Linked DNA regions of Mus musculus: regions 1, 2, 3, 5, 6 and 7 are each linked to region 4. The links are chromatin contacts, called in public Hi-C and promoter capture Hi-C maps. All regions are on one chromosome and are shown on one strand. The core of a region is the stretch at or near the end of the contact, and the rest is flanking DNA. Distances in the headings are between cores, read along the strand shown.

The links. Promoter capture Hi-C pulls out the DNA fragments that hold promoters and counts their contacts. Hi-C and Micro-C count contacts between places; a contact is called where the count stands out from the background.
Region 1: a promoter capture Hi-C map of embryonic stem cells shows a contact between it and region 4, with 4 times the contacts expected there. The contact joins the promoter of Usp10 here to the promoter of Cmip in region 4. A contact is called at or near these places in 2 of 39 promoter capture datasets (cranial neural crest and embryonic stem cells).
Region 2: a promoter capture Hi-C map of hippocampal neurons shows a contact between it and region 4, with 5 times the contacts expected there. The contact joins the promoter of Zdhhc7 here to the promoter of Cmip in region 4. A contact is called at or near these places in 2 of 39 promoter capture datasets (hippocampal neurons and pre-B cells).
Region 3: a contact with region 4 is called in a promoter capture Hi-C map of hippocampal neurons, with 5 times the contacts expected there. The contact joins the enhancer-like site here to the promoter of Cmip in region 4. A contact is called at or near these places in 5 of 39 promoter capture datasets (cranial neural crest, hippocampal neurons, liver and 1 more), 3 of 115 datasets of contacts at active chromatin or transcription factors (astrocytes, embryonic forebrain and large pre-B cells) and 1 of 9 other capture datasets (embryonic stem cells).
Region 5: a contact with region 4 is called in a promoter capture Hi-C map of cranial neural crest. The contact joins the promoter of Dnaaf1 here to the promoter of Cmip in region 4. A contact is called at or near these places in 1 of 39 promoter capture datasets (cranial neural crest) and 1 of 115 datasets of contacts at active chromatin or transcription factors (large pre-B cells).
Region 6: a contact with region 4 is called in a Hi-C map of B cells, with 6 read pairs. The contact joins the promoter of Cotl1 here to the promoter of Cmip in region 4. A contact is called at or near these places in 4 of 39 promoter capture datasets (the C10 cell line, hippocampal neurons, pre-B cells and 1 more), 1 of 484 Hi-C or Micro-C datasets (B cells) and 1 of 9 other capture datasets (embryonic stem cells).
Region 7: a promoter capture Hi-C map of embryonic stem cells shows a contact between it and region 4, with 7 times the contacts expected there. The contact joins the promoter of Meak7 here to the promoter of Cmip in region 4. A contact is called at or near these places in 3 of 39 promoter capture datasets (cranial neural crest, embryonic stem cells and pre-B cells).

Annotation. Positions count from the first base shown.
Region 1 is chr8:119,908,807-119,911,744 of GRCm38.p6, reverse strand. Usp10 (ubiquitin specific peptidase 10) reads right to left here and starts at 1,385. Exons shown (of 14, transcript NM_009462.2): 1 at 806-1,385. The coding sequence starts at 826.
Region 2 is chr8:120,100,135-120,103,150 of GRCm38.p6, reverse strand. It overlaps Zdhhc7 (zinc finger, DHHC domain containing 7), which reads left to right and starts at 1,679. Exons shown (of 8, transcript NM_133967.3): 1 at 1,679-2,059.
Region 3 is chr8:119,410,744-119,413,641 of GRCm38.p6, reverse strand. Mlycd (malonyl-CoA decarboxylase) reads right to left here. Exons shown (of 5, transcript NM_019966.3): 5 at 2,540-2,898. Among named protein-coding and RNA genes, the nearest start is that of Gm46053, 4.7 kb to the right of the region's middle. Within about 2 kb of position 1,426, at least 113 of the 459 cell types and tissues checked have an H3K27ac peak or open chromatin away from gene starts, as enhancers often do. A contact at or near this core is called in hippocampal neurons and liver, where this site is marked.
Region 4 is chr8:117,255,670-117,258,439 of GRCm38.p6, reverse strand. Cmip (c-Maf inducing protein) reads right to left here and starts at 1,421. Exons shown (of 21, transcript NM_001163262.1): 1 at 1,039-1,421. The coding sequence starts at 1,338.
Region 5 is chr8:119,573,551-119,576,741 of GRCm38.p6, reverse strand. Dnaaf1 (dynein, axonemal assembly factor 1) reads right to left here and starts at 1,507. Exons shown (of 12, transcript NM_026648.4): 1 at 1,275-1,507. The coding sequence starts at 1,380. It overlaps Hsdl1 (hydroxysteroid dehydrogenase like 1), which reads left to right and starts at 1,567. Exons shown (of 5, transcript NM_175185.5): 1 at 1,567-1,650.
Region 6 is chr8:119,839,172-119,842,045 of GRCm38.p6, reverse strand. Cotl1 (coactosin-like 1 (Dictyostelium)) reads left to right here and starts at 1,467. Exons shown (of 4, transcript NM_028071.3): 1 at 1,467-1,722; 2 at 1,822-1,904. The coding sequence starts at 1,646.
Region 7 is chr8:119,776,967-119,779,778 of GRCm38.p6, reverse strand. Meak7 (MTOR associated protein, eak-7 homolog) reads left to right here and starts at 1,363. Exons shown (of 8, transcript NM_028883.2): 1 at 1,363-1,419.

The DNA.
Region 1 (2,938 bases), core at 136-2,635, 2.7 Mb before region 4:
AGGTTTAAATCCCATATTGCAACAGTTACTAAAACCTTTCAAAAGCACATGGTGGCTCTTGCCTGCAACGCACCAGGCTGAGATAGGGAAAAAAAAAAACTTAAGTTAGAGGCGATCGTGGACCAAGAGAAAGATCAAATAAAAAGACGATCGTTCTTCAAAGGTGGCCTCACCAGACCGACCTCACCTGCCTTGTACATACATCCACCTACCATCCTCAAAAAGGCAATTTTACTTCTTAGTTTCCCGAGAGTCGCAGCCCGGAGAAGCGGCACCACGTGCTGACTTCTCACTCGTCCTAAGTGCATCTTAGGAGAGGGGCTGCAGGAGCAGCTCCGGGCACAGAAAACACAGCAGGCAATCCGGCCTGCCGGGCCCCGACCCAGCCCGGGCTCGGACACCGTGCAAAAGGTGTCAGTCTCGGGCAAACCGGAGTATGCCGCCCCGGCGCTTCCCGGTTTTCTTTGCAATAGAATTCCCGAGGCCAGGGGCCAGGTCCCCGGCGGCGCTGGGCCAGAGCGTCGCCCGGGACTCGGCGGCTGCGGGCCGGGCACGCGGAGGCCTTCCCTGCGGCCTCGGGCGTTCTCGGGGCGGCTCGGACACTCTCGGGGCGGCTCGGGCGCTCTCGGGGAGATTCGGGCGGCCTCCGAAGCCGGGGAAGCGCGGCACTGAGGGGCGCGGCGCGGGCCTAGGCCGGCAGCGTGCCGGCGCCTCCCCCACCGCTCGCCCGCCGCGCACCTCGCGATCGTCGCCCCGAGGCCGTCCCGTGGCCCAGACCTCCCAGCCCAGACACGGCCCGCGCTACCTGTGGGTTGTGGAGGGCCATGGCGGCCCGTCTCAATGAGGTTCGGTGCTGCTCCGGCTTCTCACGCCGCGTCTCCCGTCGCCGCCATCTTCTCGCCGCACAGACACACTCGCAGCGGCCGCCGCGCCTGCGCACTGACTGCGCCGCGGGAGAGCCAGGCGGCGTTCTGCGCCTGCGCGCGACAGGTGGGCGTGCGCCCCGGGCCGGCGACCCTTCTGTCCCCAGCGCGCCGAGGGCGGCTGCTCCAGGCGAGGGCGTGAGGATGGAGCTGGCCAGGCACCCTGGGGCTGCAAGGTGGAGTTCCGGAGTGGTTACTGCGCTGGGTCCGCCTGAGCTCCGCCCTGGGATCTCCGCTGGAGATCTCCAAGGATCCCTTACCCTATGGAGCGCGCTCTTCTGACCGTTCGTTCATTCATTCATTCCTTCACTCTTCATTCTCTTCACTAGCTTGTTTTACCTGGCATTGGGGAAAAAAAGATTTTTTTTTTCTTTGTAAAACATAAAAGTAAACGTTGAAGGAGCTAGTGAGATGACTCAGCGGGTAACGGAGCCCTGCCTCCTGTACCCTTGAGGACCAAATGAGTTCCATTCTCTGGATCCACATGACGCCAGGGGAAAACCAACTACAGACTGTCTTCTGACATACAAAGGGGCACACGCAAAATAAACAATTTTAGAAAGAACTCGTTAATCCAGGAATTGTACTCCTGTGAGCTCAGTATATAGACTGCAGAGGTAGGACGATCATCTATGAATTGCAGACCAGTCTACATAGCAAGTTCCAGGTCACACACAGCTACGTAAGGTAGCTCTGTCTCGGGGTGGGGGGTGGATAGTCATGTTGATGACTTAGCACATTCTGCAAAGGGTAGAGACTCAGTAGGTGTTAGTTATTGCACACACGCAAGTGTATACACACGGGAAAGTTCTTGACTCAGCCATATAGGCAATAATAATAATAAAAACAAACAAAAAACCTTACTAAACCTCCTACTCCCAGCTGTAGACCAGGCCGGCCTTGAGTTCTGAGATCTGCCTATCTCTGCTTCCAGCGTGCAGGGATTAGGGATTAAAGGTGTACACCACTGCCGGGCCAGGAAAGAATTTTATGACAAGCCCCTGTGGGGCAAAGTTGGCAAGTTTATTAAGTAGAGGTGAGAGAGGGTACACGGGTAGGACTGAGTTTAGGATCTAGAGACAAGAAGGAAAAGGATAATGTTCAAGTGTGGGCACAGCTGCTCCAGAGAGTTGCCCTCAGGTGTCTTGGTTTTGTTTTTCTTTGCTGTGCTACACATGTAGCAAAAATTGGCTTCAAACTTTCTTTTCTTTTTTTTTTTTTTTTTTTTTTGGTTTTTCAAGACAGGGTTTCTCTGTGTAGCCCTGGCTGTCCTGGAACTCACTTTGTAGACCAGGCTGGCCTAAAACTAAGAAATGCACCTGCCTCTGCCTCCCAAATGCTGGGATTAAAGGTGGGCACCACCATGCGCACTGGCTTCAAACTTACTTTCTCTCTTTCTCTTCCTTCCTTCCTTCCTTCCTTCCTTCCTTCCTTCCTTCCTTCCTTCCTTCCTTTCTTTCTTTCTTTCTTTCTTTCTTTCTTTCTTTCTTTCTTTCTTTCTTTCTTTCTTTCGTTTTTCAAGACAGGGTTTCCCTGTAAAGCCCCAGCTGTCCTGAAACTCACTTGGCAGACTAGGCTGGTCTCGAACTCAGAAATCTGCCTGCCTCTGCCTCCCAAGGGCTGGGATTAAAGGCGTGCGCCCCATGCACATTGGCTTCAAACTTTCTAGCAGCCAAGGATGAACTGAAACTCCTGTATCTCCCGCCCCTACTTCCCTAGTACAGGGCTACGCTTCATACTCCGAACTCTGGCTCCACAAAGCAAACAAAGCAAAGCAAAGCAAAACTCTACGAGTTGGTTCAATGGTTTCTTTCTCCTGAGAATTTTCTTTTGGCCCTCTTGATTGCACACACCTTTAATCTCAGATGGCTGAAACAGAGGCAGGCAGGTCTCTGATAAAATCCAGACCAGAGACAGGCGTGGTTATGCACGCCTTTAATCCCAGCACTCGGGAGGCAGAGGCAGGCAGATTTCTGAGTTCGAGGCCAGCCTGGTCTACAAAGTGAGGTCCAGGA
Region 2 (3,016 bases), core at 430-2,929, 2.8 Mb before region 4:
TCAAGGGATGGGGGATTTTTCAAGACAGGGTCTCTTGCTGAGTAAGGTGCTTTTATTATTTAGCTAAGCTAGATCCGCACAAACAATCTGACCGTGAGTGTGCACAATTTATTTCCTGTTTTTAACATCCTGTTTGTGTTGTCTTGAGGAAAACACACTGTCTCTGGAGGCAATACTGCCTTTATCAATCTTGCTGGTTTCTTAACTCTCAGCGAGCAAGAAAGGTCAGGGTGAGGGCTTTTTTCTGTTCCCAGGGTCCTTGAAGTCCCTGTCTTTCTATTCTGCCTCAATTCCATTCAGGTCCGCCTCAGTGAACTGCTAAGCTCATCGGGGTTACCTACAAGTGCATGGCTATTTAGAGGTGTATGGGTAACTGAGGCATTGCCAACACTGAGAAGTCCACCCTAGCATGGGAAAACATGCTCATGACACAGCCTGCAAGGCTCCAGAAAGTCTCCTCTAACCAGCAACAGTGTACTCCTTACATGATCCACAAGACCTCCCGGGTCTTATGGGTGTCCTGAGCCCCGCTTTCCATCCTGAGGAAATAGCTACCTAGGGCAGGCCAAACAAGAGGCACCTGAAAGGTTGGTACCATAGTGAGTATATGGATGCACAAGACGTAACCACAAAAGGGGCTACAGAGCCTGCGAGTCTGCTTAGAGGTGGTCCTTCCAGAAAACCTAGGTTTGGTTTCTTAGCACCCATAAGCCAACTCAAAACTGCTTACGCCAGTTCCAGGGTATCTAAATGCCCTCCTCGAGCATGCACGTGGTACACAGATATATATATGCGGGCAGAACACCCACAGACATAAGAATTAAAGAAAGAATTAAATAAGATTAAAAAGATGTAACCATAATTTTTCAAACCCAAAAGATGCTTTTTTTTTTTTCAAGATGGCATTACTATATAGTCTAGAGTGGTCTCGAACTCCGAATCCTCCTGCCTCAGCCTCCTGAGTGCTGGGACTTAGGCGTGCACTTCCATGCCTAAACTTAAAAGCTGTAATTTTGGAGCAGTTAATCTAATGCACCCTTATTTCCAAAAATCTGGCTCGAATAGCAGTTTCTGGGCGCGGGGACAGGAAACCCAGCGAAGATGGCGTGCGTACCCCAATGGGCTAGATCCCGGAGCTGTCATTATAGCCCTTTTTAGTATCACAGCACACCTTGCGTTTGCCAGTTTAACTACCAAACACTTCTCTGCCCTGGACAAATTGTGCTAAGTCTGTCAGGGGACTCAAGAGGCAGGGGACGGGTGAAGGTTATAAAAACACTCGTTTCTACCTCCGCAAAACTCTGGCCGGTCATCAGGAAGGGGTCGCAGCGACGCTCCAGCGACCTGGGCATGGAGGTGTGCAAGCCTGGACCCAGGAGTCCCATCTCCGGTCCAGGGCGCTGCCTCGGGCTCCCAAACGCCCTCTGGCTCAGTTGCTTCCACCCCCGCGCCTCTATCCTTCATCTCCGTAGTTCTCCCTCCTCCACCTGGCACCGACATCCTTAAAAAGAGAATCGGAGTCGCCACAAACTTCATCTATGTATGGTGCGGCGGGAAGCCTTATCGAGTGCTCTCGAACGGCAACGCGGCGTGGCCCTCGCGGCGCCCCGTAGGCACTGATTTCTCTTCCGGGCCACCCTTCCCGGGGGATCTCCGTTTAGTAGTCTTGCCGTAGATGCTGCTGCCTCTCCTCCAAGAACCGCCGAGTTCTTGGAAGCCCGGTCTTGGATGAAATCGCCAGAGCCTCCCCGCGATCCGCCTCCCGGAAGCCCCGGGCGGCGCGACCGGAAGGACGCAGGCGCAGCGTCTTGACCTCGGCCTGGTCCAGTTCCGGGGTCGTTCGGCTCGGCTGTGCCAGTTCGGCGTCGGGCTCCCGCTTCTGCTGGGGCTGCTGCCTCTCGCCCACCGGCCCGGCCGGCCCGAGCAGCGCGGAACCGAGCCGGATCCGGGTCCACCCGGCCCGGCCATGAGCGCTGCCGCATGATGCGTCGCCGCCCGCGCCGTTGCAGCCGCCGGCCACCAGGAGCCTCAGCACTGGGCGACCCCGCCCGGGCCTCGGGTGAGTGCGGGGAGAGCGGCGGCCGCGACCCCGGGCGGCTCCCCGCCGCCTCCGCGCTGCGGTCCCCTCGGGGGCTCTCCAGTCTCCTCTGCGGACCCCGCAGGATCGAGCCCCATTTGCACCTGCAGCCTTTTGCCTGACCTTGGGCGCTCCAGAGCTAACGTCAGGGTGGCTGTCATAAAGTGCTGTCACCGGTCTGCGAGCTGTCAAGTTTTTTTATGGTCATGCTTCGTCGCAGGTCTGTCTTCCCAAGGCCTCTGTTGTCTCTCTTTAGCGGGACTCTTCTGTTCTTTGCCGGTCTCCCTTCTCTTCCCCCCTGCCCCTGGCCATGGTGTTAGGAGGGTAGTTACCCGGAAGGGCATCTGGGATAATCGGGTCAGCTTTCAGGGCAATAAGGTTCAACTCTATTGAGCTGTCATTATTTCTAGAACTAAGTCCCTTCTAGCTATTAAATAGGCACATTTTATTAGCTCGTGAACAGCCAGTTTATTGTGGCAATTAAATTGGAGTAGTCATAGTTGCAGCAGTCTGCACTGTAGCGGCTTTCACTGGTGTGTGTGGCGCTGTCCAAATCCAAGCTACAGTCTGCTTTGCAATCAGTCCCCTTAGTGAGGGAGTACACTTGTGTTTATTTTACTGCCTTGGGAGAGAGGTCATTTATATTTCTTGGTAAATCTGCCCAGCACACCACTCTGATCTTTCCAAAGTTGTTTATAACTTTCACTTAATTCATGCTACATTTAGAAACAACAACAAAAAAAGATACCTTGTGATACTTGCCCCTGCAGAAGTGGTTAAAGAGAAAGGTTCTTGGAGGTATTTTACAAAATGGGCTAATGGGAGTGTTAATTTCATTTTTTGAACGTTGCACAAAATAGACAGGTTGGGGGTGTTGAAACTGTGTTGTGTACTCTGTGGAGTTACTGGTAAGGAGTTACTGGCTTCTGGGCTGAGAGT
Region 3 (2,898 bases), core at 177-2,676, 2.2 Mb before region 4:
ATCCTGGGGTCTCTGCCTGCCCAGTGCTAGGGTTATAGGTGTGTGTCATCAGGCCTCACTTTTATGTGGGCCATGGGGGTCCAAATTCAGGTCCACATGTCTACATGGCAGGCACTTTAGCCATGGAGCCAAATTTTCTATCCCCTCACCCTTTTCTGAGAGAAAAAGCAACAAGAACTTATTAATACCATTGCTTTCAGTCACCTGGTTTTCAGTCTTGGATTACATTCAAGGACATGAAATACTTAATCCTTACGCTCAGAGGTGATGTGAAAACTCTAACAGTGACTACCCAAGGCTGATGCCAGGCACCTGGCCACCAGTGCGTTTGGATTTGGGTCTGTGATCCTGGATCAGGCCTGAACATCAGTTCAGTCAACCTGAATGAGATCCACGGAAGGGAGAGGGGAGGGACCCTCTGAACCCGTAGAGAGCCACTGTTGGGAAAGCCGACCAGCGCTGGGAGAGCCAAGGAGCTTTGGGAGGAGGGAGAGTGGCAGCTCCATGTCCCCAGCTCTGTATCCCTAGCTCTATGAACCCCTAGTTTCTGTTCTTCCACAGTTCTGCGGTCCCTGTGAGCTCCACGCCCTCCCCAGCTCCGAATCCCTCTCCAGCTCTGTGCCTCTCACTAGCTCAGTGTTCTGGAAACCTGGAGTTGGTCTGTGTGGGCCGATGTGGGTCTGGGTAGATGGTTTTCGCCGGCGAGGGAGAAGCTCCTAACCAAACCCCACTCCTACGCACCCTTTGGAGAAGGCACTCGAGTCGCAGCAGTGCCACCTGGTGGCGGTGAGGAGGACAGCACCTACTATGATCAGGTAGCCTGGGAAGGGGCCAGAGCTGTCTACCACAGGGGCTGTGTTCATTCCATCCCCGTCTTCCCACCAACCCTCATTTCATTTAGATCCCCTAAAGCCCTGGGGTGGGGGGCACGCCAGGAACATCACTCAGGATGGAAGTGGACATTTTCCACCACAAAATGTCTGCAGATGTGGGAAGTGGCCCAGTGACCAAGAAGGGAAGTGTGATTACTGAGAAGTGCTTTAGAATCAGCAAGAGCTTCCTGTGACAGGTCTCAGTAAGGACCAGAGCTCCACCCGGGGCCCTCCAAGGTTAAGGTTAGGGCCATGGTGGGATGTGAACAGGTCGGAAGAATACACACCAAAGGGAAGCTGAGGTTTGGGCAGTGACTGGAGGGCTGGCGGCAGGTTGAGGACACGGTGGAAGGGCTCGAGGGACACACTGTGAAGGGTGGTCAGCAAGCTGATGCAGACAGTAGTTAGGCAGCATGAGGGTGCCCTGCAGAGCAGATGCAGAGAAGATGCCCCACTCCCAGCTGCTCCCAAGGGCCCGCTGCAGCAGGGCCTGCTCTTTGGCTGAGTGTTTCTGTAAGCTGAAGCTAAACCAAGATAGCCACACAGTGCTAAAGACTTAACAATGCGGAGCAACAGCACCTCCTGACTGTGGAAAGCTGGAACATCGCAGATCAGAGGCAAACCGTCCTTGCCTTTAATCTGACTGCAGCATGTTCAATGCAGTTCCTAGGTTTGACCTAGTAACCTTGTGACTATCCAAACCTTTAACATGTATTAAGAAATATCATTACATTTTCATTTTTTATTTGTGTGTGTGCTCTGACACATATGTGGAGGTCAGGGGACAATGTGTGGGAGCAGATTCTATTAGGTAGGTCCTAGACGCAGGTTCTGATAACCTCGGTGCCTGGAGTTGTTGTCTTGCCCTAAATGCTTTATAACTACCAGTTCCCACTGATCAAGAAGGCAAGAATGGTTTCAGCACCCGGACCACTCTCATCAGGTTTCCTGCATTGCTGGAGTGTGTTTGGCAAGTTGCTTTATGACTTAGCTCTATAATAAATTCACATACGAACACTTTCAGGGCGGTGGTGTATTCAGGGCAACCTGAGGCCATGTCCCTTGGGCCATAGACACATCTGGCTCAAGTATAAACAGTCTTTAATTCTCGCCTTTGAGGTGAAAGCTGTTTTCTGTTGACATTTCTACCTAGGCCAGGGTTGAGCCTGGGATCATAGAGTCCAGTCAACCTAGGGAGGCCACCCTGGGAAGTTCTAGAAGATGCTATCAGGAAAGACAGGGGACAAGCATGTCCAACCGAGAGTAGCACTGTTCCTGCTGATGTGTGATATGCTCACAGATGTGCGTGTACAAATGTGGATGCACACACGGATATACTTACTACATGTGCTCCAGGTCACAAGCATACCTGCCAATGCAACCCAAGTGTAGCCAAGCCCTTCTCACAGCTGTGTGGACATGCGGAGACACACACTGCCACATATACATACACACATAGCCACACACACAGCCACACACACATATATACACACACACATACATAACCACACACAGCCACATCCACCTCTCCCCTGCTCTTTATCCTGCACCTATGATTTCATCCACTGTCCCTGGTGGGCTGGCTGGGGAACATGACACCACAAACACATCAGAGCAGAGCTGAGCCTTGCTGGGACGCTAATCTTGAAGAAAAGTACACAGTGAAGTAGACTTAAAGGTGTACAGTGAACAATCATGTTTAATGCTTACAGAACAAATCTGTTCTTTACCGTTCAGTTCATTATGAACTGGGATCTCATTTAAACCCTGTAAGCCAACTCTGGCCTCAAGCAGCAGCAGCATCCCTGAGGTGCCAAACACACCCTGTGCACGGCACAAACTCTCTCTAGTCTGAGCTTTAAGCTGCGGTATTAGCCACAGTACAGATCTTAGTCCTCTCCCAAATAGAGAGAACATGACTGTCAGCTCTTCATACTCCAAAAGGTCTGTGCTCTGGGCTGTGTCCTGGGTGGCCTGTGGTGGCATCTGTAGAGCTTTCTGAAGGCACAGGCTGTGGGGGAGCAGC
Region 4 (2,770 bases), core at 172-2,671:
TGCACTCTGCCCCCTCCCATGATGTTTAGTAAACACCACGGAGCCTGCCACGGGGGTACGGTCCGTTCTAGACAAGAAGGGGGCCCCTACAAAGATAAGTCCCCAAGCGCCAGGCTAAGGCCCAGCCAGAGCCTGTATTTGAAACTGCCCTTGTTGGAAAACACAAAGCATCCTGTATAGGCCCTGCCCACCGCCCCCACTCCCCCTCCTCGACCCCACCACAGCTGTCTGTCCCCAGGAGGAAGAAGGCCACCATTTGCAGATTCGATTTCCGAAAGCAACTAGTAAGATCCTCCTTTCTCCATCTCATCCAGCTGACCTGGCCCTGGCCACACAGCAAAAAAAAAAAAAAAAAAAAAAAAAAAAAAAAAAACTGTAACAAAACAGGACGCAGCCACAAAACATGCTTACACACGCTCCACAGACAACGCAAGGGCAGGCTGGGCAGCCCAGCTGCTTCTACCCAGAGAACTCGACTATCCCAGGGTCTGAGCGGGTCCAGGACCTCGGCCCCCTGCCCCCCACCCTCCAACCTCCTAACGTGCGAAGGAGATTTTTAGAAAGGGCAGGCACCCGGTTTTGCCTTGCCAGGCCCGGCAGGGGAAAAAAAAAAGGGTAAAGGCAGGCTAAAGCAAACGCAGGAGTTGCTTTCTGGAAATTGTTGGCGCTGGGGGGTTACGGCTTTTATGGAGGAGAGGGTTGCGTTTTGTTTTCTCCTGTAGCTCAGATCCAGATGGGCAACGAGTTCAGAAAAGGAACAAACACCACTATCCTCAGGGCCCAGTCTAGGGTCCCAGACATCAGAAACGCAAGCGTTTAGGCAAAAGTCCCCAAGCGCTCAGCCCGGGTGGGCTAAGTGTCCAGGACACGAAAGAGGATTCCCATAGCCTGCCTTGGAGGATCAAGTCTAGAGGTTCCAGCCCAGCCCCGTGCGCAGGCCGGGACTAGGGGGCCGCGCGCTCGGAGACAAGCAGCGGGGCGCCTCGGTCCCGAGGGACCCCAGCTTGGGAAGCCCCACGGCCACGCAGGGCCACTCACCGTGGCGGATGCTAAGCTGTTGTCGGCCAGCGTTAGGTGGTGCGGCTCCCAGCGCCTCAGGAATTTGGAGGTGAGGATCTTGCTGAGAAAGGTCCGAGGGTGCCGGATGACACAGACCTGAATGTCGCCCTCCTGCAGCAGCTTGTACCTCATCCCGTTGCAAAGCAGCAGGGCCCGGCGGCAAGGCACGGCGCCCATCACCTTGGTGCCCTCGGGGCCAGACACGTCGCTCCCAAGCAGCGGCTTGGTCTCCTCGATCTGCCGGGGGTCGCCGCCGCCCGAGCTGCTCGTCACATCCATGGCCGCGCCGGGGCGGGGGCCGCGCGCGCGATCGCGGCTGGCGTGGGGCCGGGCCGGCGGGGCCCCCGCGGAGGGCCCGCACCCCCCCACCGCCGGGAAGGTGGGGGGGCGTGGGCTGGGGGCGCCCCGCGGGGACGAACGGGAGCGCGCGGGGGCAGGCGGGGGCGCGCGGGGCGCTTCCTGGGCTGCTTCCTTCTAGCTGCTGGGGCGCATGCCGGCGCGAACGGGTTGGCGACTGCGGCGAGGGCGGCGGGCGATCGCGGGGCGCAGAGAGGATCGGGTCCTCGGGGGGCGGGGGCGGCGCCGGGGACGGCGGGCGCGGGCGTGTCTCGGCCTCGCGCGGGCGCGCTGTGCGGTGCGTGTGTCCGCGTCCGTCCGCGAGTGTGTGCTGCGGGCGGGGGCCGCGCCGGCTGCCGGGGAGATTGCGGGAGGCTGGCGCGCGCGATTGGTCCCCGCGGGGTCATGTGCCCGCCCTCTGACGTCAATGGCGGCAACAGCGGCTTCGGCCTCCCCGGGGCGGGCGGAGTCCGGGATGGGCCGGGCCCCGGGCGGGGACTTGGTGGAGGCGGGCGCGGCCCGACGGGAGGGGCGGCCCCTGGGGAGGGGGCCGGGGTTGGGCAAGCGTCGACAGTCCCCGCGCCGCGCCCCGGAATGTGGGTAGTGTTCGAGGGGACGTCACGCGGGCCGCGCCCCCGAGGGTGCACAGCTGAGCACTAGCCCTGCGCCCCTAACCACCACGCCATCCTGGGCCGGGCTTGGGAAATAAAGTCAGCCCCATGACCAAGAGGATGCCGACCAGTACTTCCCCTTCCTAGTCCAAGACTGGGCCGAAAGCTGGGGTTCTGCCCGCTGCACCCCTGACACCGCCTTTCCAACACAAGCTGCTTCCCCAGGGATGGCCAGATGGGTCCACAGAACAGTTTCTTGGGGTTGAAACTATCCCGCTCCACAGAGCTATGCATGGTCGCTCACCACTACAAGCTCAGTACTCAGGGGGGGCTGAGGCAGGAGGATTGCTGTGGGCGCAAGGCCAGTTTGAGCTACATAGTAAATTTCAGGCCAGTCGAGACAGAAGGCCCTGTTTTTAAAAACAAAATAAGATAAATAAATAGGACTGGGGGTGTACCTCAGTTGTCAGGAGAGTGTTTATCTACCATGCACAAGACCCTAGATTGGTTCTCGGACACTACATCACTACCTAACCCCACAAGGTGGCATGAGCATATAATCCTAGCTCTAAGGAAGTTGGAAGCAAGCACTTGAATTCAAGGTCATCTTTGGCTGTGCGTTCGAAGCCAACTTGTAGTATATGTCTGAGAAGAGAAGAGAAGAGAAGAGAAGAGAAGAGAAGAGAAGAGAAGAGAAGGGAAGGGAAGGGAAGGGAAGGGAAGGGAAGGGAAGGGAAGGGAAGGGAAGGGAAGGGAAGGGAAGG
Region 5 (3,191 bases), core at 258-2,757, 2.3 Mb before region 4:
AACAGAGAATTTAGTTCTCAGCACCTACAAGGCAGCTCACAAGTGCCTGTAATGCCACTGCCAGTCGATCTGATGCCCTATTCTGGCCTCCTTGGGCACCCACACACGTCAGAAACCAGACCCTCAGAAAACAGCAAGATAAGTAGAGTTGTACTTAAATCTAATTCTAGTTTAGATGTTTCTGTTAAAATCTGCTCAACAGAACAGAAGTTCATCAAGCCCCCCCCCTCTCTCTTTCTAAAAAGATTTATTTTATTTATATGAGTACATTGTATCTGTCTTCAGACCCACCAGAAGAGGCCATGGATCCTATTATAGTTGTGAACCACCACGTGGTTGCAGGGAATTGAACTCAGGACGTTTGGAAGAGCAGTCAGTGTTCTTAACCGCTGAGCCAACTTTCCAGCCCGCAAGCCCATTTCTCTTACCAGGGACAGCAGAAGGGCAGCTCTGGGACAGGGCAAGAGCTCTGTCTCTCCCCACTTTGGTTCAGAGATAACTGTGATGCAGTTTGCTGTGTAAATCTCCCCCCTACCCCTTTTGCCAGGTGTGAGCACCTACAGTTCCCACTCCTGTAAACGTGTTTAATTGCTCAAAGTGTAACTTAGGGGCGGCAACATAAAAACAACTCACTGATAAAAGCACACACAAGAACAGGGTGTGATCAGTTTGATCGCTCAAACCTGTGTAAAAGAAGCAAGCTTTGTTCTGGGCTGGTCTCTCCTTGGATGTTAGAACCCTGTGCACACTATTAAATATGAAAGACATTTTCCAGGGCCTGGAGAGATGGCTCAGCGGGTAAGAGTACTGACTGCTCTACAGAAGGTTCCGAGAGTTCAAGTCCCAGCAATCACATGGTTGATCTTAACCTCTGCATGTATGTACTTCTGAGATTCAAACTCAGGTCTGGAGGATTGTGTTGCAAGCACTTTTACCCTGCAAGGCGCCTCTAGAAGCCTTAGATAAATGTAACGTCAAGAGCTGATGAACTCTCTGTACTTGTGGTTTGTTGAATGACGCTGAACACTGTTTGGGAACTGTGTCTTACACTCATTGCAAACAATTCCCAGCCACAGGAAGGTATCTAATAAATTATCATGGAATAAATAATGGGTCTTCTATATGTACTGGATTGATCATATCAATAAAGGTGCTGTTCTTGTAGCTGTATGGATGGGTATGTGTGAGGGGTGCTGGTTGTCCCCAGCTGAGTGAAATGGGCATGTGTGAGGGACACGAGCCCTCGCCCCTTTGGCTTCCCAGCGCTAAGGCACCTTCTTTACGGATCCCTGGCCCCGCGTCGCCGTGATCGCCTGCCGACTCCTCCAGACTGGGCTCCGCCACGCTGTCCACCGGCGGCTCAGAGACTTCGGGGTGCATGCTCACTCCTGGCCCGACCACTCAGCCCTAATACTCTACGGTCCGCGTCGTTGGCTGTCCAACGCTTTCCCGGTCGCCGCGGCAACCAGTGCGCACGCGCAGTCAGTTACGCCGCCGAGGGCGGGCCTAGCCGAGGGGGGGCCACGGGGGAAACTGCACCCGGGCGCGTGCGCGGATCACGTGGGTAGCGGACCTGCGGTGGTGTCCCGGGGCGGCGGCCGCGCGGGCAGCGGGCGGGACGGGCTTCGGAGACCGCGCCTCTCGCTGCAGGTATTGCGCCCGCGCCCCTCACGCCCCTCGCGCCCCGCTTCCGTCCCTGGCCACGCCCCCTGGACCCCGACCCTCGGGAACGCCCTCCCCCCCGCCGCGCCCCGTAGCGGGGAACTCTGGTTCCGCGCTCTAGGCAGCCGCTCAGCTCCCTGAGCAGGTGTCCCGGGCCTGGTCCTCGGCAGGAGGCTCGCACAGGCGACACGCCCCGGGACGGCCCTTTTGTCGGTGTCTCTTTATCCTCCTTTATTCCTGGTCGCTAGGTCTAAGTAGGTTCTAAGTCTCAGGACTGATGCAGAATGGCCGCGCTGCTGAAGAAAGCGCGCAGCTTCTGCAGAGCCCGGTGGGTTTTGCAGAGTCGCTGGGCCGTGCCCGGCGCCACTGGGGAGGGATGGGACACTAGCAGGGAGTCCCTGTTCTGCTACCAGGACTCAGCCGCACCCCTGGGCGGTGACCGCAGCGGGTTCGGGTTCCCACGGGGAGTCTCAACGACCACCTGCCAGGGCTCTGGGCCGAGCCTTCGCTGAGATCCTGGGATGTCGTTGCGTCCGTTTCCTTCCTCTTGTGTAGTACACCCGGGTGCGATTGAGGAAGGGGATAAAGTGAAGCCGCGGGGACAGCGCTCTTAGCTTCTTCATAAACTCGGGTCAGTACGAATAGGGGTCGCTAGCATCGAACCCTGAGCGATGATCCTGCCTAGTGGCTCCGGTTTATTGAGGGGTGGCGGGAAGGCACTGTTGCAAATGCTTTTTATGCGTCACCTCATCGAATTCTCGTTGTAGGGGAGAAGCGTTAGCCGCTTTTTACAGGTGGTGGTGTTGTAACTTCATTCCCAAGGGTGGGATGGCTTTTTCAGAGTGACCCTAGTCATTGCTAAAATATTACAGACGCGCCATGTCCAACGTTACTTTATCAGTGGAGGGTGTGTGTGTGTGTTGGGGCGGGGGGAGTGTTGTTTATTTATGTGTGGGTGTGGAGGCTACGGGTCAGTGTCTGTCACTTGCAACCTTATTTTTCGAGAAAACGTCTCTCACAGAACTCAAGAGTTTTCTTTATGTTTGACTGACTGACTGGCCCCCAGGGTCCTCTCGTCTGCTCCTTTCTTCCCAATACTGAAATTACAAATTGGTTCTGCTTACATACCCACTCTTAGATACTGCTGGGGACCTCAGCTCAGGTCCTTAAGCTTGCACAGCAAAAACAATCTGCTGAGCCATCTAACCAGTCCCCAGTGCATATTTTTTTAATTGAGGCAAAATTCATGTAACGAGATCCATCATTTTAGCCATTTTGAAATGTACAATTCAGAACTTTGTAGTTAGGTAGGTTTCACCGCCCTATTTCCAGATAATTTCCACAACCACAAAAAGGGATTCCACCTCATGGGCTGCAGTTTGGGCTCATCTTGCCCCTTGTGTTTTCTGTGTCTCTGGATTTCCTTATTGCAAACACGCTTTATACATGTGACCGTATGCTGAATGGTCTTTTGTGTCCCCCAACCTCATGTTTTCATGTCATAGTGTGCGCTCATGCCCCATTCCTTT
Region 6 (2,874 bases), core at 218-2,717, 2.6 Mb before region 4:
ATGTGTGCATGTATAAAAGAGTGTGGTTATATGTGTGTATTAAAGATTGTAGTGTGTGTGTATGCATGTGTGTGTGTGTGTGTGTGTGTGTGTGTGTGTGCGTGTGCAGATGCCTACAGAGGTTAGAGGAGGACATCAGATTCCCCTGGAGCTGTAATTACAGACATGGGTACTGAGAAAGAATCTAAAGTCCTCTAGCAGAGGATAAACCATCTCTCCTAATCTGAGACAGGGTCTTATTTTGTAGCCCAGGCAGGCCTGGAAACCAGTATGCAGCCCAGCCTGGTTGTCAATGTATAACCCTTCTTTTTTAACCTCTTGAGTTCTGAGCTGCCTGGTGAGGTACTGTGTCAAGACTTTTTCTTTTTTTTTTTTAAGGTGAGGTACTGAGAGAGAGAACCTGGGACCTCACAGATGCTGGCTCTTTGGGCCACACCTTCAGGCCTAAGGGTTTTCCTATCCCTTATACATGTTCCAGATCTTTTCAGTTTCTGTCTATGATCCGTTTTAGTCAATAGCAAACCAACAGTGACCTCTTTTGATGCCCGCCCTGGTTTCTGTACATCATTTCAGTTAAGGCTGAAGGCACCTGCTGAGGCTCCCTGAGGCTCGTCTTACCACGGGGAGAGAGCAGTCCTCTTGATAAGGTTTCAGAGCTTGCCCTATGGCTCGGGGCTGAGAATTACAAGCAGTTCTAGAGCTGGGCCTCCAGGGCCAGCCTTTCACCTGCCGGTAGGACAGATGGTAGAGGAGTAGTGAATGAATGACCCAGTAAGGGGGTTAAGGATGCCGCCCCATCCCGCCCCAGCACCCCACGTGACTGCAGATAGCCAGGCTACAAAGTCAACAGTGATTCTCTTTCCAAATGAAATGCTTCCTTCTTTCCACTTCTTCCCTTTCCAAATCCAAAGAGCAAACAAACACTGGGTTAGGGGCGCCAGCCTTGGCCAGCCTGGCTCATCTGAGTGCTGACTTAAGTTATTCTTCTGAAGGAGGGGGAGGGGTGGAGAGCTCTGCAGCCCAGCTCACTGGTAGAGGGAACGAGGGAGGAAGAGAGAATAAGAAGATTCGAGGGAAGATGCAGAGGAGAAGGAGGAAGGAGGCCTTAGGGAGGAGGGAAAAGGGGCTTGGGGTGGGATAAATAGGAGAGATGAGAAGGCGAACAAGGTAGAGGCTGAAAGAAGAGGAGAACAACGGCGTAAGGGAAGGAGAGGAATGGAGGGAAGGAGAGAGGGAAGGAGGAAGGAGAGCGAGATCGGAGAACACAGAAGGTGGTGGAAGAAGCGAGGGGCTGGGGCCCACGGAGTGGGGAGGGAAGAAGGCGGAGGAAGGGAAGACGAGGAGGAAGGGCCCCCCTCCAGCCCTCCGCGGAGTTGCGCAATCCGCACAGACTGGGATTGGCCGCCGGATGTGCGAGACGCCCCGCCCCCGCCTCGCCTGACCAATGGGAGCGAAGGGGCGTGGCTTTCACGGGAGTGGAGTCCCCGCGCGCGCTCTGGCTCTGCAGTAACCGCGGGCCTCTCTCCGAGGACCTTAGCTTGCTGTTGCGAGCGGCCACCTCCCCTGCCCACTCTCGGAGCCCGCTCGACTCTCGTAGCGGATCAGGGACGCGTTCACTGGTTCCGGCAGTGTCCTCGCGGCGGCCATGGCCACGAAGATCGACAAGGAGGCGTGTCGCGCGGCGTACAACTTAGTGCGGGACGACGGCTCGGCGGTCATCTGGTGAGCAACGCCGCGGGGCCGGGGAAGCCAGTAGTGACCTGCTTCGTGCCGCTCGCCGCCGCCGCTCACCTATGTTTCTTTTCTTCCTCCAACCCAAAGGGTGACTTTCAGATACGACGGCGCCACCATTGTCCCCGGCGATCAGGGAGCAGATTACCAGCACTTCATCCAGCAGTGCACAGGTAGGGCGACCCTCATGAGACCTTTTGAAAGAGGGTGGGCACCCTGGGCAGCGAGCTGCTGGGCGTCCAAGCAGCAGCAGATCTGGGCTGGGGCTTTGTTTGTTTGTTTGTTTTGGTTTTGTCTTTGTGTTTTTGGAGATAGGGGCTCACTATATATCCAGGGTGACCTCCAACTGGCCATCCTCTTGCCCCAAGCGTCTAGTACTGGTAGGGTGGGTGTGCACAGCCATGCAAAGCTCTGATCTGAGCTTTCCAAAGTCCCGAGTGTATCCCTCCCCCACCCTGCCCCCAACCCCTGTGGACATCACCATCAAGTGACCCGAGGAGATTCCTCCCCCGGTAGTGTCAGTCGGCTTCTTCCGCTCCCGCACCCTGTGGTCCACTGGGTTTCCAGGTCAGAAGGGGCAGTTCAAACTCCACCCTCTCTGATTGGTCAGTGAACAATAAACGCCGAAGCCCCTGGGGGCTGCAAGCTAAAGGCAGAACCCAGGGCCCCACCCTCCTTTCTCCCTTCCATCTTTGTCCCTATCTGCTTCTGTACAAGCCTTTAATTTGAAGAGTACAGAAACACGCACCAAGAATGTGTATCCGATGTTGCTATACCAGGCCTGGATAAAGAGAAGCTGACTTGCGAGGTCCCAGCGGCCAGTTTCCTTTGGAGCGAATGGCCACTGGCTGGGGTGGGGCATGGAGAGCTGAGATTGCTCCATGGTTTGGTGTGGAGGAATCAAGCAGATGTGTGACCTTACTAAAAGCATCCCAGGGAACCCTAAGGTTTGTGTGTGTTAAGCTTCCCTGGGACATGTGGACCATGAAAGAACACAGGGCCTGAATGGCCACAGCTCCCGTAGAACAGCTCAACACCATTGGTAAAGAGATCTCTAAAGGAGCTGGTGTGCAGAGCAGCTCAGCATATTCTGGAAACAGAGGCAGGGGGATGGAGAATTGGAGGCCAGCCTAGGCTGGGCAT
Region 7 (2,812 bases), core at 114-2,613, 2.5 Mb before region 4:
ATGCCCTGGAGGACTCAAAGGCTGTCCTGGCTGCCTCAGCCTCACTCCTCCATGATGGCCCTTGTAGCCCAACTTCAGCTCGAGGCTCTGCCCACTGACTGGTCGTTTTCCTAGGGGCTCATAGGAGGGTGGTGGTGGGGGATCAAGTCAATTCAAGGTGTCTTGGTGTTAAGATGGCCGTGGAATGTTGGGAACAAACGCTAGGTGGAGCTTGGCTGAGCGAAAGGCAGATGGCTTCTGGTGGACATGTGACTTCAATCCACTAGGGGGAGCTAGCTGCCCGTTTTCTTTTGCTGTCTCTCTTCTACTCGCCTTTTCAAAACTTCCACTCTCTGTATCCCAGGCTGGCCTGGAACTCACTGTGTAGACCAGGCTGGCCACAAACTTGCAGCAATGCCCCTGTCTAAGCCTCTTGAAGTGCTGAGATTACAGGTGTATGCCACTACACTCAGCCGGGCTGGTGTCACAATAATTAAATAATAATACTAATAATACTAATAATAATGTGTGGTGTTTTGCTTTATGTGCACCGTGTGTGCAATGTCTCTGGAGGCCAGAAGAGGGCGTCGGATCCCCTGGAACTGGAGTTACAAGCAGGCCTGAGCTGAAGTGTGGGTTCACCTGTGTCCTCTGTTAGAGCAGCAAGTGTTCTTAAGGACTCTGCCACCTCTCCGGCCTCTGGTGTCATTTTTCCAGCTACAATTTCAGACAGCAGCTTCTGTTACTTTGGGGGGTTGGGAGGAGTTCCTCTGTGCCACTCGGACGGTGGGGTTTGCAGGCAGCGACAGTGGGTTCGTCTCTGCTGAGAATTCTGGGACCTACCTCTGTTGTGTCTGTCTCCGACACCAGAAAAGGCCCGGTAGGGCTGATAGCAAGCTATCCCACTCCTGGGGACAAGACCGGCCGGCATCTGCTTCTGTGTGTCAAGTGCTCTATTGGCTAACGCAATGGACTTCAGGAGGTAAGGAGGTCAGATTTTCCACCCTAGTTCTGGGGGGCGAGTCCCAGCTCAGGCCTTCTGTTCACAGTGCCCCTGTTCCCAGCCTCCCACATTGCTCCCTTCTATCCGCTCCCTGCATTTAAACCCCCTGATCCGCTTCCAGCCCTTCAGCAGCTTCCTAGCACCTCCTAAAGCCCAAGTTCTCCTTCAGCCTTTGCAGAACCTGAGCAACTGTCAACCATCCCCAAGTGTTCCGCTGTTACAGGCTCAGTTCTTCGATCCCAGGCTCCGCCCACTCCCCGTGAACTACAATCCCATTGGTTAAGATCTGACTCGGGCTCCACCTCTCAGTAGCCCTTTTCCAATTGGTGCTCATGACCGTCCGTCAGCGCCGTTGCTAGGGAAAGGGCTGGGCGACCCGGGCAACCTTGCTGCCCAGGACGTACCGGAAGGAGCTCGGTCCCTGTAGACCAAGGCTGGTGAGCCGGAGGGAGGGAGCCCGGGCGAGGCTGGGCATAGCTCAAGGAAGGAAGGAAGACCTTCGGGGTGGCCTGAGCAGCCCCCAAGGAAGCTACTGTCTCAGGCTACTGTCAGAGAAGCAGAGAGTGCCTGGGATGGGGTGAAGCTGGGCTCTGAAGGGATCCGTGGGCCTGCCTTGTTTTCCGAGACGAACCCAATAGAGTTCCTTCAGAGGCAAGCTCAAAACCAATTTAGGGGGAGGCGAGGAAGGTGCCCTGGCCTGCACTCCTGAGGGGGGCTGGGACAGATGGAGGGCTGCCAGCTGCAGACCCAGTAGGCTCCAGGACTTGGACATGGGCTTGGTGTGGCTGTTCTGATGGGGTGTTGACCCCAGGAACCAGACAGTGTGTCACGATCTCTTGGAGGCCCCATGGGAAATTGTCCGAGGCACACTCCAGCCTGCCACCAGGAGCTTGGGGCTGCAAAGAGCTGGCTCGCCACATTCTTCGTGACACAAGGAGCCCTTTTTATTCTCCAGGGTCCATCTGTGTTTGTCTTTGGTTTCTGGAAAGCAGAACCAGGTGGCGATGTTAAACGATTCACCCAAGCTTATTAAAGCACGGCAAGCTAAACTCCTTTTAAGACCATGGGTTAGTGACTTGGTGATGGGACTTCACTGTTGGGGAGAGGGCCCCCTCCCGAAATGGATCACCTGGTTGGGGGGAGGAGGAAGGACGTGTTTAGCTATTAGGGGCAGTAGAGTGTTGAGGATAGACTGTTGCGGAGACTGGAATGTTCAAGGAAGCTCACTGGTGGGTTCAGGAGACTTGGATCTGGTCGGGCAAAGGCTTCCCCTTGATTGTGCCCAGGTGGGAAAGCCCATTGTTATACAAAAACTGTCTGGAATGGCCACCTGTGTATGGATTGAGACTGTAGAGCTCATAGGCCCTGTGTGGAGAATGGTCAGGGCTGTGGGTGACCTTTAAAGGGTCTCTCCACATCCCCCCCACCCCCCCACCCCCGCTTTCTGATAAGAAAAATGGCTTTGATCCTTGGCAAGTGTCTCTTTTGGGTCACAAGGCTGATACTCACTGCTACAAGTGACCTTACAGTCACTGAAAGATGTCTTCACCTAAGAAAGGTGGACATAGTTGCCAGGGGAAAGCTACCCCATGGACCAAGGTGTCCCCATGGAGGACAGAACCTGCCCCTGACACATGCAAGACCTTTCTCCGGGAAGCTGACAGATTGCTGGCCCCATGACAGAGCTTGCAGCCTAAAGGGAGAGCATGGGCCCCCCCGAGAATCATTCTTGCTGCAGCTGTGTGGAGACAGGCGGCCTTCCAGCTGTAGCGGCTGGGCTGGTACAGGGTGAAGAGCCATATTCTCAAGGTCTCTCCCCAGTCCTCCCTG